Linked DNA regions of Mus musculus: region 2 is linked to region 1. Evidence: chromatin contacts called from public Hi-C data. All regions are on one chromosome and are shown on one strand. Each heading gives the region's core, a stretch centred on a gene start, on an enhancer-like site or on the middle of the called end of the contact. The rest is flanking DNA. Distances are from core to core; before and after follow the strand shown.

What was found. Hi-C and Micro-C count contacts between places; a contact is called where the count stands out from the background.
Region 2: a Hi-C map of natural killer cells shows a contact between it and region 1, with 7 times the contacts expected there. The contact joins two enhancer-like sites. A contact is called at or near these places in 2 of 484 Hi-C or Micro-C datasets (large pre-B cells and natural killer cells), 1 of 115 datasets of contacts at active chromatin or transcription factors (memory CD8 T cells) and 1 of 9 other capture datasets (pancreatic islet).

Annotation. Positions count from the first base shown.
Region 1 is chr5:148,678,026-148,684,754 of GRCm38.p6, reverse strand. No RefSeq gene overlaps it. Among named protein-coding and RNA genes, the nearest start is that of Gm36140, 47 kb to the right of the region's middle. Within about 2 kb of position 4,949, at least 50 of the 459 cell types and tissues checked have an H3K27ac peak or open chromatin away from gene starts, as enhancers often do. A contact at or near this core is called in memory CD8 T cells and natural killer cells, where this site is marked.
Region 2 is chr5:148,864,886-148,871,506 of GRCm38.p6, reverse strand. No RefSeq gene overlaps it. Among named protein-coding and RNA genes, the nearest start is that of Gm36405, 59 kb to the right of the region's middle. Within about 2 kb of position 4,761, at least 64 of the 459 cell types and tissues checked have an H3K27ac peak or open chromatin away from gene starts, as enhancers often do. A contact at or near this core is called in memory CD8 T cells and natural killer cells, where this site is marked.

The DNA.
Region 1 (6,729 bases), core at 3,700-6,199:
CCATTCTTTCCAGCCTCCAGCAACTACCCACTCTGTATAGATTCCCCTGTACAGAGTATTCTCGAGCACAGAATCAAAGTGTCTTCCATTTTTATGCCTGGCTCCTGTCACTCAGAGTAATGTCTTTGAGGTTCGTCCACACCGTGGATGCTTCTGTAGTTTATTGCTAAGTCAGCTCCCATTTTCTATTTATGTATTCATTAGTTTATGGGCATTGAGCTGTTTGTTTATAGCTTTCTGCTCTCGCTAAAAGTGTTATTACAAACATCACACCACGTTATTTCCTGGGCACATGTGCAAGAGTTTTCTCCGGGGTGTATTCTTGGAGCTGTCGAAACATACGGAAAGCAAACGCTCAGCTCCGGAAGAGAATGCCAAATGCTTTGCAAATGGCTCTGAGGACTTCCTCCCTCGCCAGCCAAACAGAAGCTAGCTTGACCTACTCACTCCCTTACTTCATGTTGGACCTGGTCCGGATTCCTGGTTTCTGTAAAGGTTGTTTACATTTTCGTTTTTAGCAGGCCAGCCACAGCTCTGCACTTGACCCATTGCCTGCTAATTAGGTTCTAATGGAGATCCAGACAGAAACCTGGTGGCCCCTTCCACAATTAGCAAATCTTCTGTGTAATATTTCAAGCTTTAGCTTCCTGACCCAGAATTCCAGTGTGAGTGTTGTGGCTTCTTCCTTCCCAGGTCAGCTCTGTGTTCTATCTGCTGGCTTGGGCTGGCATCCCAACCATGTCTCTGGGTAGTGGGAAAACATGCTGCCGGAGTCCTTGGTCTCGGTACCTCTTGGTCCTGCAAGAAGATCACTCCCAACCCCTCTTCCCATGCCCACCTCCAGCGACATCCACCACATCCAGGCAGCAGGACCAGCCATGAAGGATGGAGCTTTGATGTCTCCCAACCAAGAGAGAACTTCCTTCTCCATTTGAACGGCTCAACTTGGGAGGGCACAAAATTCAGGCTCAGGGAGTGTCTTTTCATTGCTTATCAGTTACGAGGCTATCGAATCCTAGTTACCAGGAGCATGGCTTCAGTTCCCACTTACCGAGCTCTCTGCAGAATCTTTTTTCTTTATTTACTGTCTTTCCCATTAATTAAAATTTCACTAGCATTTTCCCTCCAGAGGGCTCTCCAAATAACTTCTGCAACAAACACTACAGAAAAGGCTAGCTCTGAGAACCAGTGGGGACAGGAGAAACAGGAGGCAGTGCGATATCATATCACATTGTGTATTTGTGTTTATTCTCAGATGGAGCCTTGTTATGTGGCTCAGGCTAGCCCCTGGCTTGTGCTCCTCCAAGTGCTGGGGTTATAGGCATTGACCACCACGCCCATCTGACAGAGGGTGTTTAGACCTCTGGTAGACAGGGAGACATTGGCCATCCACATCAATGCGTGTTCAGTTGTTTGTGGTCACAGTGTCCCCAGCTCTGCTCCCACGGAGAGTGCAGAACTGGGAAAGCCCAGCGGCCTTTGCTTATGTGCACAGCATCCCTCCCACCCCCCACACCACAGGGGCATGTCAGAAATTCTGGTCCTTTCTGCCTTCAACTCCCTTGGGCCTTCCAAGGCTCTGAGGGGCCTGCAGAGACAGTACTAACACCATATACTCTCTCTCCCCCTTTCCCTCTCACCTCCTTCTCCTTTCCCTTTCCCTCTCCTCCCTCTCTCTGTTTCTCTGTTTCTCTGTTTCTCCATTTCTCTTTCCTTCTCCTCTCTCCATCTCTCTCTCTTTCCCTCTGTCTCTCTCTCTGTGTCTTTGTCCCTCTCTCTCCTTTTCCTCTCTTTTTCCCTATCCCTCTCTCCGTCTCACTCTTTCTCCTTTCTCTATCTCTCTCCCGGTCCCTCTTTCTCCCTCTCTGTCTCTGTCTGTCTTCTTTCTCATGTGTGTGTATGTTTGTGTGTGATATCTGAACAAAACAACTTCAGAAAATTTTTATTTTTAGTGTAGATCACCTGCACGCATGTCTGTACCGTGTGTGTGAGGTGCCCATGAAGACCAGCAGAGGGCACCAGATCCCCTGGGGCTGAGTTGTAGACAGCGGTGAGCTGCCACCAGGTCCTGTACAAGAGCAGCCAGTGTTCCTAACCACTGGGCTATCTCTTCAGACCAAGGAAGAATTTATTTTGGACCAGAGTTTGGGAGGTATCAGTTCACTGTGATGGGGGTGGGGGTGCGAGTGGCAGGGGATGATGGAGAGCCACTCCCATCATGGTTGCCAAGAGCAGAGAGAGGTCTACACTAGTTGACTCCTTCCTGGTTTCCCCTTCATTGCAGTTGAGCCCCTGGCCTATGGTTGAGTGCTGCCCACATTCAGGTCTCCCCTGCCCCTTAATTCTCTCTGAACTCACCCACACAGACACACCCAGAGGCATACTTCAATAATCTAAGTACTTCTCAGTCCAATCAAGTTAACAATCATGATGAGCCACCACATCATACATGCCTGTAATAAAGTTGATACTTTAAGCTCAGTGAGATATTAACATACTACAGATCTAAGCCATGTCAGTGTGTTAATTAAGCCCAAACCAATCACTTTTCTACTTACTTTTTTTTTTTTAAGATTTATGTATTATATGTAAGTACACTGTAGCTGTCTTCAGATGCACCAAAAGAAGGTGTTAGATCTCATTACGGATGGTTGTGAGCCACCATGTGGATGCTGGGATTTGAACTCAGGATCTTCAGAAGAGCAGTCAGTGCTCTTAACCACTGAGCCATCTCTCCAGCCCTACTTTTTGACTTAAAACACTGTGTGCTGTTACTGTGACACATGCAAACCATCACCATTGCCGTGCCTGGGCTTTGGAGCCATCAATAAAATAAGCATTACTTGAGTGGATACGCTAAGGTGCCCTGACCATCCACTGGTAGCATGGACAGCTATTGTGTGACTTGTGGCAGAGAGCTTATACATGTACTGGGCACAGAGATGGTGTGTGCCCCAGAAAGAATGGGACAGGCAGTCTGACTCCACCATGTTGTCAGAATGGCATGCAATGTTCTGATGGTTTGAATAAGAATGGCCCCCGTAGGCCCACAGACTTAGATGCTTGGGGGGAGGGCCCCAGGGGTGACACCATTTGAAAGAAGTAGGAGCTATGGCCTTGTTGGAGGAAGTGAGTCATGAGGGATGGGCTTTGAGGTTTCAGAACCCCAAGCCAGGCGCAGAGGTTCTCTCTCTTCTGCTGCCTGTGGGCACATGCAGAACTCTCAACTTCTCCAACACCATATCTGCCTGTGCGCTGCCTTGCTCCCTGCCATGACAATTGGCTACAAACCAGCCTGAAACTATCAACCAGCCCCAGTTCAATGCCCTCTTGTATAAGAGTCATAGTCATGGAGTCTCTTTACAGCAATAGAAGGCCAACTAAGACAATGTAAAACTTATTATTTCTAAGAGTTTTGGACCACGGTTGGACCTCAGGAGGCCACGCCACAAGCATTAGTCACCACCGTGTAGGTCATTTTAACTTTAATTTTTTTTTTCAAATAAGTACAATACTAAGTGCACTCAATATTCTTGAAGTTCTTTCTTGATGCTAAAATAGGCAGTATCCTTGGGCTGGGTCAAAATGCCACACACGCTTGAAGACTTAATAAGTTTCGTACTTGTTAGCAGATTACCATCAGAAATGTCAAGCTAATTATTGCTCTCAACAGAAACAAAAATGAAGGAGAGTCTACCCATGTCGGATTTGGCATTTTGTGTTTGTAAAGCATTTCCAGAGCTGTGTGGGGAAAGATTTAATCTCGGGCTTGCTTGTTACCTCTTTGATTGCTTGTGACATTTTTAAGTACGTGTGGCTCTGGCACATGAAAACAAAAGATAATGTTACAAGAATGGATATATATATATATATATTTAAACAGTGCTATTAGAGACAATTGAGCTACAGGGAACTGTACCTGCTTAACATAAACATTGGAATGTTCTGGAACATGTGGACCTGTGAACAGTAAGGACAGAAGGAAGTTTCCACTTCACCCTCCAAAGGTTCACGGGAGTGAACTGCCCATAGACTGGTGAATAAGAGAGAAAGGTATAGAGAGAGTGTCTCACACACATCACTTGTCAATTAAAAAAGATAGCCAATGAGCTGAGGCAGGAAGTAGGGGGTGGGACACTGGCAAGAAGAGAGTGGATTCTGGGAAACGGTGAGACCACAGAAAGGTGGGTGGGTTCATTTAACATGTGATTCCCCAGGGAGCCAATGAGTGATAGATGCTTATCTGCTCCGCCTCTTAGGAGAGAAGAAAGGGGTGAGCCCCAAGGCCACACCGTGGCTTGTGGCTTGAATGTAAGTCCGTCCCTCTGACTCTCTCAGCTGCTTTTCCAGTAGAGCTCAGGCCCACCTACCCAGGAATGGCACTACCTACCTGGGTCTGGACCGTCCTGTATCAATAATTGATCAAAAACCGGTGGCCACAGGCCAATCAATGTGTGTTACCTCAATTTTGGTTCCCTTTCTCCTAGCGGAAGGTAACTATGACAACTGTACAGGAGGAAACCTAGAGGACCTTGAATGTTACAAACTTTATTTATTTATTTATTTATTTGGAACATAACATTTTTATTGATCCTCTGGGAGTTTCACATCACGTACCCCGATCACATTTACTTCCCAATCTTTTATTGTCTGACCCGACTTGTGACCTCACCCCACCCCACCCCACCCCCAGCCAAAAAAAGTAAAAATAAAAATAAGAATTAAAAAAGAAACAAGTCCAATTTGTGTTATTTATATACTCATTGGACTGGGGCATGGTCACTCTCCCAGTGGTCTGTCCCTTGAATAGAACTGAGTCCTCCCCCCACACCTCTGCCTGAAGCCATCCGTTGTGGAGAGTACTTCAGCATCTCTGTCACACTGTTATAAGAGTTCTCTTCAGTGGCTTCCTGTCTAGCTGTTACTTTGGGGGTGGGGGCAGGAGGAGGATGGGGTTGTCACAGAAACCTTCCATGTCCCTTCCTTGCAGCTGTGCATCTGCTGTCATCGATATCACAGCGAAAGTAACCTCCTTGCTCTTCAGTCAGCTAGAGCACCATCATGGGCCTCTGCGTGGTTTCTGGTGACAGCACAGACCACAAACACAGCCCCTGATTACAGTGGACCACAGACCCTTACAAGACCCTTGGAGGCAGCCCAGACTGTGGGCTTCACCATGGCCCTCAGGTGGCCACTCAGATCAGTATGGCCCATGACAGCTGCACAGCCCACAGACATCCACATGGCCTTCAGTGACAACACAGGTCACGGACATTGACACAGACTGTCCCTGGCTGCAGTAGAACCCAGTAGGACCCGGACATTACCATGGCCACAGAGGGCAGCTCGAAGGTCCCCCGTATAATTATGGCCTATGGTGGAAGCACAGCCTATAGACATCAACGTGGGTTCAGGCTGCAGCACAGACCATGGACATCCACATGGCCCTTGGTGGTAATGTGGGCCACAGACATCAATACTGTCCCATCTTCATGTTATAAACTTTAAATAAGTAGATTTAAACTTTAAATACAGTAGATTTTATTTGAGATGAAAAACACAAACCATGAAAGAATGGGTAGAGTTGGTCTCATTAAAATCAAACATTTTTAGCTGTGCAAGAGACTGTTCAGAGAATAAAACAAAAAGCTACATCCTGGAAGAAAAATACTCGTGATTCGCATACCTGATAAACAATTTGCACCCAAAATTGACCCGTCCAGCAGGCCCAGTTATTCGTGGGTCTCGAGGGGACTGCTCCTAAAACTAAATGGGGGGTGGGGTGAGAGAGAAACGGAGGCCAAGCACAGAAAAGAGACGGAGCCAATCTGAATCTTGTCAAGGCCTCGTTGTATTCAGCAAAGCTTGTAGTTTTTATACAAAAAGATCAAAGGGGAAATAACCCTTACGCAGAAGGGCAGTGGGGAGCAGTGGTAATTTTCCTTGGTGACTACAAGGGGAAGTATGATATCTAAAAGTACATCTTGTGGTTATGACATCTGCTGTTTGTGTCATGTGGGAAGCCACATGCGCCATTGCAGGGTGGTGCTGGCCACCACTGGCCACCACACATACATAGGCAGTAAAGTTTCTTGCCAAGATGAGGTTTTGAGAGTTAACCAATCAGATGAGAGACAAGTTAACCAATCAGATGAGAGAAAAGTTAACCAATCAGATAAGAGACATGTTAACCAATCAGATGTGAGATATGCAAATGAGGTGGTAAGCATAACCCATGCATAACCAATCCGTGTGTGAGACACGCCTCTCCTAGGTCTTTATAAGCAGCACCAGTTCTGGGCTTGGGGTTTCTCTTCGCTTCTGCAATCAGTCTCTCCCAATAAACATGTGCAGAAGGATCCTGTTCAGCATCATTCTTGCTGGTGAGTCGGGTGCGTGCAAGAAGTGGTGCCAAAATCCGGGAAAAGAAACATCTTCAGGCACGAGCGAAGACCCCCTGCTACAGGGAGGATTCAGAACTGCATCACGGGGAAGGAGCGGTTAATAAAGTGTTCCCGTAAAACAGACTGCTGAGAAGGATCCGGCGTGGATTCAGAACTCTTCAGCTGAGGAACGGTGGTACCAGTAAGTCTCCCAAATTGATCCCCGCGTTAAAGGGGGATATGTTTTTTTAAGAAAAAGGAAAAGAAAAGGGAGGAAAAATGAAGGAATCAGTGATAAAGAAAAGGAAATAGTGAAGGAAAGGAAAAGGGAAAGGAAAGGAAAGGA
Region 2 (6,621 bases), core at 3,512-6,011, 190 kb before region 1:
TTAAAACTAGCGGTAACGCTAATGGTATGGGATTGGTATGTTGCCACCGCAAATGGAGGTTGATGCAGGGACGTGTGCCCTGAATGGCAGAGGGAGAAGAAAGCTAGCTCACTCTTCTTTCCAGCTCCCCCTGCTCTCCCCTCTCCTTGCTCTTCCTGCACTGTGATCTCCCCCCTCCCTCTCCTGCTCTCTGCTTCCTCATTCCAGCTCTCTGCTCCCTGCTCCTCCTCCCCCCACTTGACACTCCCTGCTTTCTGCCCCCACCCCTGTGCACTCTCCCACACACCATCCTTGCCCTCTGGAGGGACCCCAGCTTAAGTTTTTAGCATTCCTTCCCTCACCTCTACAGATCTGTTCTAAAATTGGTATTATTGGGGACTGGTGAGATGGCTCAGTGGGTAAGAGCACCCGACTGCTCTTCCTAAGGTCTGACGTTCAAATCCCAGCAACCACATGGTGGCTCACAACCACCCGTAATAAGATCTGATGCCCTCTTCAGGTGCGTCTGAAGACAGCTACAGTGTACTTACATATAATTAATAAAAAACAAAAAACAAAACCTATTAAAAAAATTGATATTATTAGTAGTCTTAGTAGTATTTTGAGACAGAGTCTTACCTTGTAGCCCCTGGCTTGCCTGGAAATAAATATGTAATCAGGCTGAAGTCACAGAGAGCAGCCTGCCTCTGCCTCCCCAGTTAAAGGTGTGATCCTCTGTGAATTGTGGAAGTTGTTCTTCGTGCTGTGGCCAGCCTTTATTTGAATGTATTTCACCCCAGGAACAGGTTCATACATAGCACACAGTCTACTGGTTTCTCAGGGTTCTGTAAATACCAAAACAACACGATGATATTAAATATATAGAGCCTAGCAGGTTCCTCTGTCCACCCCCTGAGAACCTTTATGAAAATACAAGTGTTCACGCACACCACCCTCCCTCGGTAAGCGACTCTGTGGACACCGTGTCCCACTGGTGGGACCCCTGCACGACAGAATGGCTAGTGGATGTGCCTCTAAAATTTTGCTTCTAGTGTTTGCCATCCAGTATTTGAAGCTAACCTAAATAAAAAGATGTTTCTAAGTTGTATCTGCTCAATGTGTTTCTCTCTCATTTCATTCTCGAACCTTGCTGTGTTGGTATAAGTTGTGATGTTATACTACATTTCCAGAGAGTTGACTGTCGGTGGCTTCTCATGTGTGCTTCTTGCTCCCAGAGGAACAACAGACCCCTCACTAGCTGCCATAAACCTTTTCATACTTTTCTCATGAAATCACATCTTGTCAAGTTGGTATTTTGTTTTCTGTGCGATTTACTAATAGTTTTAAGGTTGATGTGGTAATGTGTGTGGTTCTCCACTGAACTATTTTAATAAATATTTATGTAGCACTGTTACATAGTGGACATTCCAAATGGTGAATTTTCCATATTATGAGTCTTATTTTATGACACTTCCAAAAACCATTTCTTGGATTATCAGACTTTATTTTTTAGAGAACTTTAAGGAAAACATGCACAGAAATGGTTCTTAAGGTTCCCATACTCCCTGTACTGCCAGTACAGCAGCCTCTCCTGTGTTAGCATATTGCCTTGGCAAGTGCTACTGTCTGAAAGTCCATTGCTTGCAGCGGGCCCCAGTCTGGGTAGTGTTGTAGATTTTGATAAGAGCATAATGTGTGTACCTACCAGAAATTTCATGGGCAATCATTTCACTGCCCTGAAAATCCTGAGGGCCACCTGGGGCTGCTCACTTTCCTGTCACCTCCCAGGCCCTCCCCTCACCTGCTGGGCCCTCCCCCCACCTCCCAGGCCCTCCCTCCACCTCCGAGGCCCTGCCCCCACCTCCTGGGCCCTCCCACCAAACTCTTCTGTCCCTGTAGCTTTGCCTTCCAGGTCTCCAGTCTAGTTGGAGCCTTTCAGACTGCGGGGAATCCTCCACGAGGCAATTACACCGCTCACTTTTCTCTGTGTATGCCTTTGGCTCCATCAAACGCTATTCCACTGTATGGATACCCCACCACATTTTGTTTATTCACTACCTTCTGAAAGGTGTCTCGGCTGCTACCGAGCTTCGGCAATTACAGCAACTACGAATACAGTGGCTGTAAACCATGCTTGCATGTTTCCAACGTTCCTGCACGGTTTCTGGGTATGCATTAAGTTCTTCAACTCCTTCAGAGTAAGTACCTCCAATTATGGTCCCTGGAGCATGGTAGGATTGTTTTTACATTCATAAGAAACTACAATGCTGTCTTCCTACCTGGCCAAGGGCATCTTGCAATTGCACTAGCTGGGACTATGTATTCCCCTTGCCCCGAACCCTTGCCAGTGTTTGGTGGGGGTAGTTGTGCGGGTCTCGCCATTTTGGTAAGTGTGTAATTGCTGTTTTAATTTGCTTGTCCCTAATGACCGCTGATACTGGGCATCTTTCCATATACTCATTAATCTTTAAACTTCCTTATGTGCACGAGCATTTTCCAAGCATTTACGTATGTGTGTTGCATGCATACAGTACCTGAGGAGGTCTGAAGAGGGAGTGTGATCCCCTGGAAACCGAGTTACAAATGGTTGTGAGCCATCACGTGGGTGCTGGGAACTGAAAACTGGGACCTCTGGAAGAACAGCAAGGGCTCTTAGCTGCTAAGCCATCATAATTTCTAATGAGATGTGACTGGAGCCCCGCTGTATGACACCCTTCCTCTGGGTTCTAAGTGAGGGGTTTAATTTCTCCTTTTCCCTGTGGAGCAGAATTATGGACACCAGCCACTTTGTTGGCATTTGTTTTTCAAATATTCCTACCAATATGTACGACTTTAATGGCCTTTCTTCTTTTTCCAGTCTGCAGTTACCTGGTGAAACGATTGCTAGGCTGTGAGAATCATCTGGGGTGGAGATGGGGGACTGAGTTCGAGCTATCTGGGGACAGGGAGGGTTGAGGTTCGGTGTGTGAATTGTATGCGGTCATTTCTCGGGTTTCTCTGTGATTCTGCCTGTCGGTTAGTGTTAATCGTCATTCTGACAGGCTCTACAGTCACCTAGGAGACAAGCTTCTGGCTCACCCGTCATGAAGTATCTAGATTAATGTTAGCGCCTGAGAATGTCTGAGAAGTCGTCTTCATTATGTCAATTGATGTGGGAAGATATATCTTAACTGTGGACTGGACCAGTCCCTGTGCAGAGATGCGGGACTGTGTTAAAGTGAGTGGGACACTAGCACGCATGCGTCCCTCCATGCTTCCTGACTATGGATACCACGTGACCAGCCACGTGACCAGATGCTTTGAAGCCCCCGACTACTATGACTGCCCTACCACGATGGACTGACTTTTAAGTTGTAGGCTGGAATAAACCGTTCTCCCTTATGTGGCTCTTGGCAGAGTTTTCTTATTAAAACCACAAAAGAGAAACTAAGGCACGTAAATCCCAGAAGTGCTCTGGGAGACCAGGCGTGAAGCTGAGATTTGCACACAGCTACATTGCCACCCAGCTGGGCCATTGTTATTTGCAGCTTGGAAGGAGCCTGGAAACAGTTCTGTGGCCCCACTTTTCTCACTTCCTGTGACTGCAAGTGCGGTTTTACCCTCCTGAAGTGTAGATGAGAAAAGACACGGGTAAAAGTGGCACCAAACTAGAAGAGGGCAGGATGGGCCAAGTTCTCTCCCTCTGTCCACCAGTCCTTTCTGCTTTGTTGAGGGCCCAGGATCAGTGCAGCTTGAAGTTGTGGCTTGGACCGGGCAGAGCAGAGTTCATTGCTGGGCATCCCCCCACTCCCGAGAAACTGAGAATGCTGTGAGTGTTGCAGGGTCCTTCTGCCCCCCCCCCCATCTTCTACCTCCTTCCTAACAAACAGAGGAATGGGGTTTCCCTGTCCCACCTGGCTGGTTCTCCTTCTGCCCCACAAACCGGTGGGAAAGGAAGCAATTTTTGTCCCCTGTATGGCCTCTTTCCTAACCTTACCTCTCCCAACTCGCCATTACCCAGAGCTGAAAATCAGGAGTCAATGATGTTTGTCCAAACAGCTGTCTTTGAGGTGAAGAGTTGACTGGCGATTTTCAATGATCTTCTTATCTAGGAACCAAACACATGTGCGTATCTCACTGCGCAGCGAAAGCAAGTCAGCAAGTCAGAGAGGAAAATGTTTATTATATGCACAGCCTGAGTATTCCTTATTCAACATGCTGGCGACCGGAAGTGCTTAAGAGTCTGGCCACTTTGGGACTTGGGAATAGTTGTATATATCTTGAGTCTAGGACCAAAGTCTATGTTTTGTATGTCTGTTATAAATGTTATAGATGAAAGTAATCTTACACAGTGTATTTACTAGACCTTTGTTTTGACTGTGCTCTGTCAGTAGGCTGGGGGTAGTGGTCTCTAGTTGCCGGATTCGGGGTGCGGAGCTGATTAATTCAAGTTGTCAATAGTTAAGAAATACAAGACACTGGCCTGCAAGAACTGAAGATAACATTTGCGGTGCCAAGTATAATTGAGATACATTTATTGTCTTTGGACTCCTACTCGGCCTTCTGCAGGAGAGGAGGCAGGCTGTAGAGTGACCTGGTTTATGCAGGATCATAATCTAGCCCAGCACCGGTTAGACCCCAGATTACTCCGAGCAAAGCTAAGCATACACAAAAGTTACTCGCCAGATTTGCTCTGCCTTCTGAGGTTTTTAACCACTCACCTTCCCTTCCGGGCAGGGCATGTTTACCAGGACATTTTTAGAGAGTGTCATAGCACATCCTGTTGCTTTTTATGTTAGCGATGGGGGTGGGCAGTCAGGCGCTCCAGTGTCATGAGATGTAAACCCTGCTGCCGCTGCCCCTGCTGTAGAGGGCGTGTGCACAGGTCTTGTTTTTCAGCGCAAGGCTTTCTGGGATGAACTAAGCATCCTGAACGCTTCAGAGAAATGCATCTAGAGCCTCCCATAAGTGGTCCAGCTCTCCAAGAGTTGCACGCTCGGGGTCTCAGCCCCATTCTCCTGGCTGCATGTATGTCTGTCCTCAGCTACTGGGCACCATTGAGGTTCTACTCCACAGCCCAGTTTCACGCCGACTACTCCAGATGTCTTTTAGTTAGCACTTCTTCAGTAATTTCTTAAACAAATCACTAACCACAATATGACTTCCCTTCCATAATATAAATCTCGGACAGCAGTGCTTGCGATTAATATGCAGTTAGGGGCGGCTGAACTATCATGACCCATCTGAGGTTGGTTAGCTACCGCAGGCTATTTTTCAAGCATTTTGAAATCTATTTTGTAACACTCCTTAGACACACTTTGCAAACACATTCCCTCGAGTGTTTAAACCCTCGCGCATCTTAAGGGAAATATAACCCATATGTTTCCCATTCATTTTGCATTTAACTCATCAAAGTTGTTTTTTAAGAGCGGTTTGTTTTCTACGAAGTCGTAAGAACCCTCTCATGAAGTCTGTTAGCCTTTAAAAGCCTTCCCCCCAATCTTAACTTATTCTCCCTGGATAGATGTGGATAACGTATTTTAGCTTGGTTTAAGCTAACAGAGCTTGAAGTCTAAGCTAGCTCCGGATTGAGGATAATAAATTAGTCTGATTTCACGGTGAGAATTGGCTTCCCTCTCTGATTTTCCAAGCAGATACCAGCAAAGGACTTGCAAAATGTGCCTTTGAAGGGGAGCGGTCACTGCCTCTCACACTCAGTGGAGGCAGCCTATTCACACATGTACCCTAAACTAGTTACCCGTCATGCACACTGGAGTTATATTCTTCATCATGCATTCAGGTATACCAGAAAAGACGCTCATTTTAATTCAGCAGGCAGGGGCTGGAGCCACAGCACAGTTGGTATAGCGCTTGCCTGCCACGTGTGAAGCTCTGATTGAATTCTGTAGTACTACAAGAAAAACAGGCCTATGATCCCAGGGCTCAGAAGGTAGAGGAGGCAGGAGGATCATCCTGAGCTACAAACAAGTTTGCGGCCAGGGTGCCTGAGACCCTGCCTTGTAAAGAAATGAGAAATGATTTCTGATGGGTTCGCTTAGTTTTCCCTGAGTAGGTTGTGTCCCCCCTTATCCAAAGGTGATGCAGACTGTGGAGTTCTTTGGAGTTCTTTGCATTTGGGGGGCGTTTACACAGATTTTACCGATTGAGCACACCCAGTCGAAAACTCTTGAAATCCAAAGTGGTCCACAATCTAGAGAGAGCATCAAGTCTATTCTCCAGAGCTTTAGATTGGTGACTTTCAGATTGCAATTCTCAACTTTCCCCGAAACTTTTTATAAGCTATAACTCTCAACCAAATCAATAATTTATTGTGAAGTCACAATAATTGTTCTCATCTGTATTTCAGAAATAGTCTCCACTGGAGATTTAAGTTCAGCAGGTTCCCCCATTGCCTAGCAGTGGGGTTTTGAGACCAGCTTTCTGTTTAGCTCTGATTAAACCAGTTAATGGTACGGTGTAAGTAAGGTCATTGCAGCGGAGGGCCAAGGAAGCCTGCCTGCCGACAGCTGATTGGACACTGTCATAAGCCACAGGGGCTTGGGAAAGAGCTGCAGCATCCATCGTAGCAACAGAAAGGGGCTTGCTGGAGCATCTAGACACAGCTCAGAAAGGAGCCTGAGAACAACAGAGAGCTGCACTATT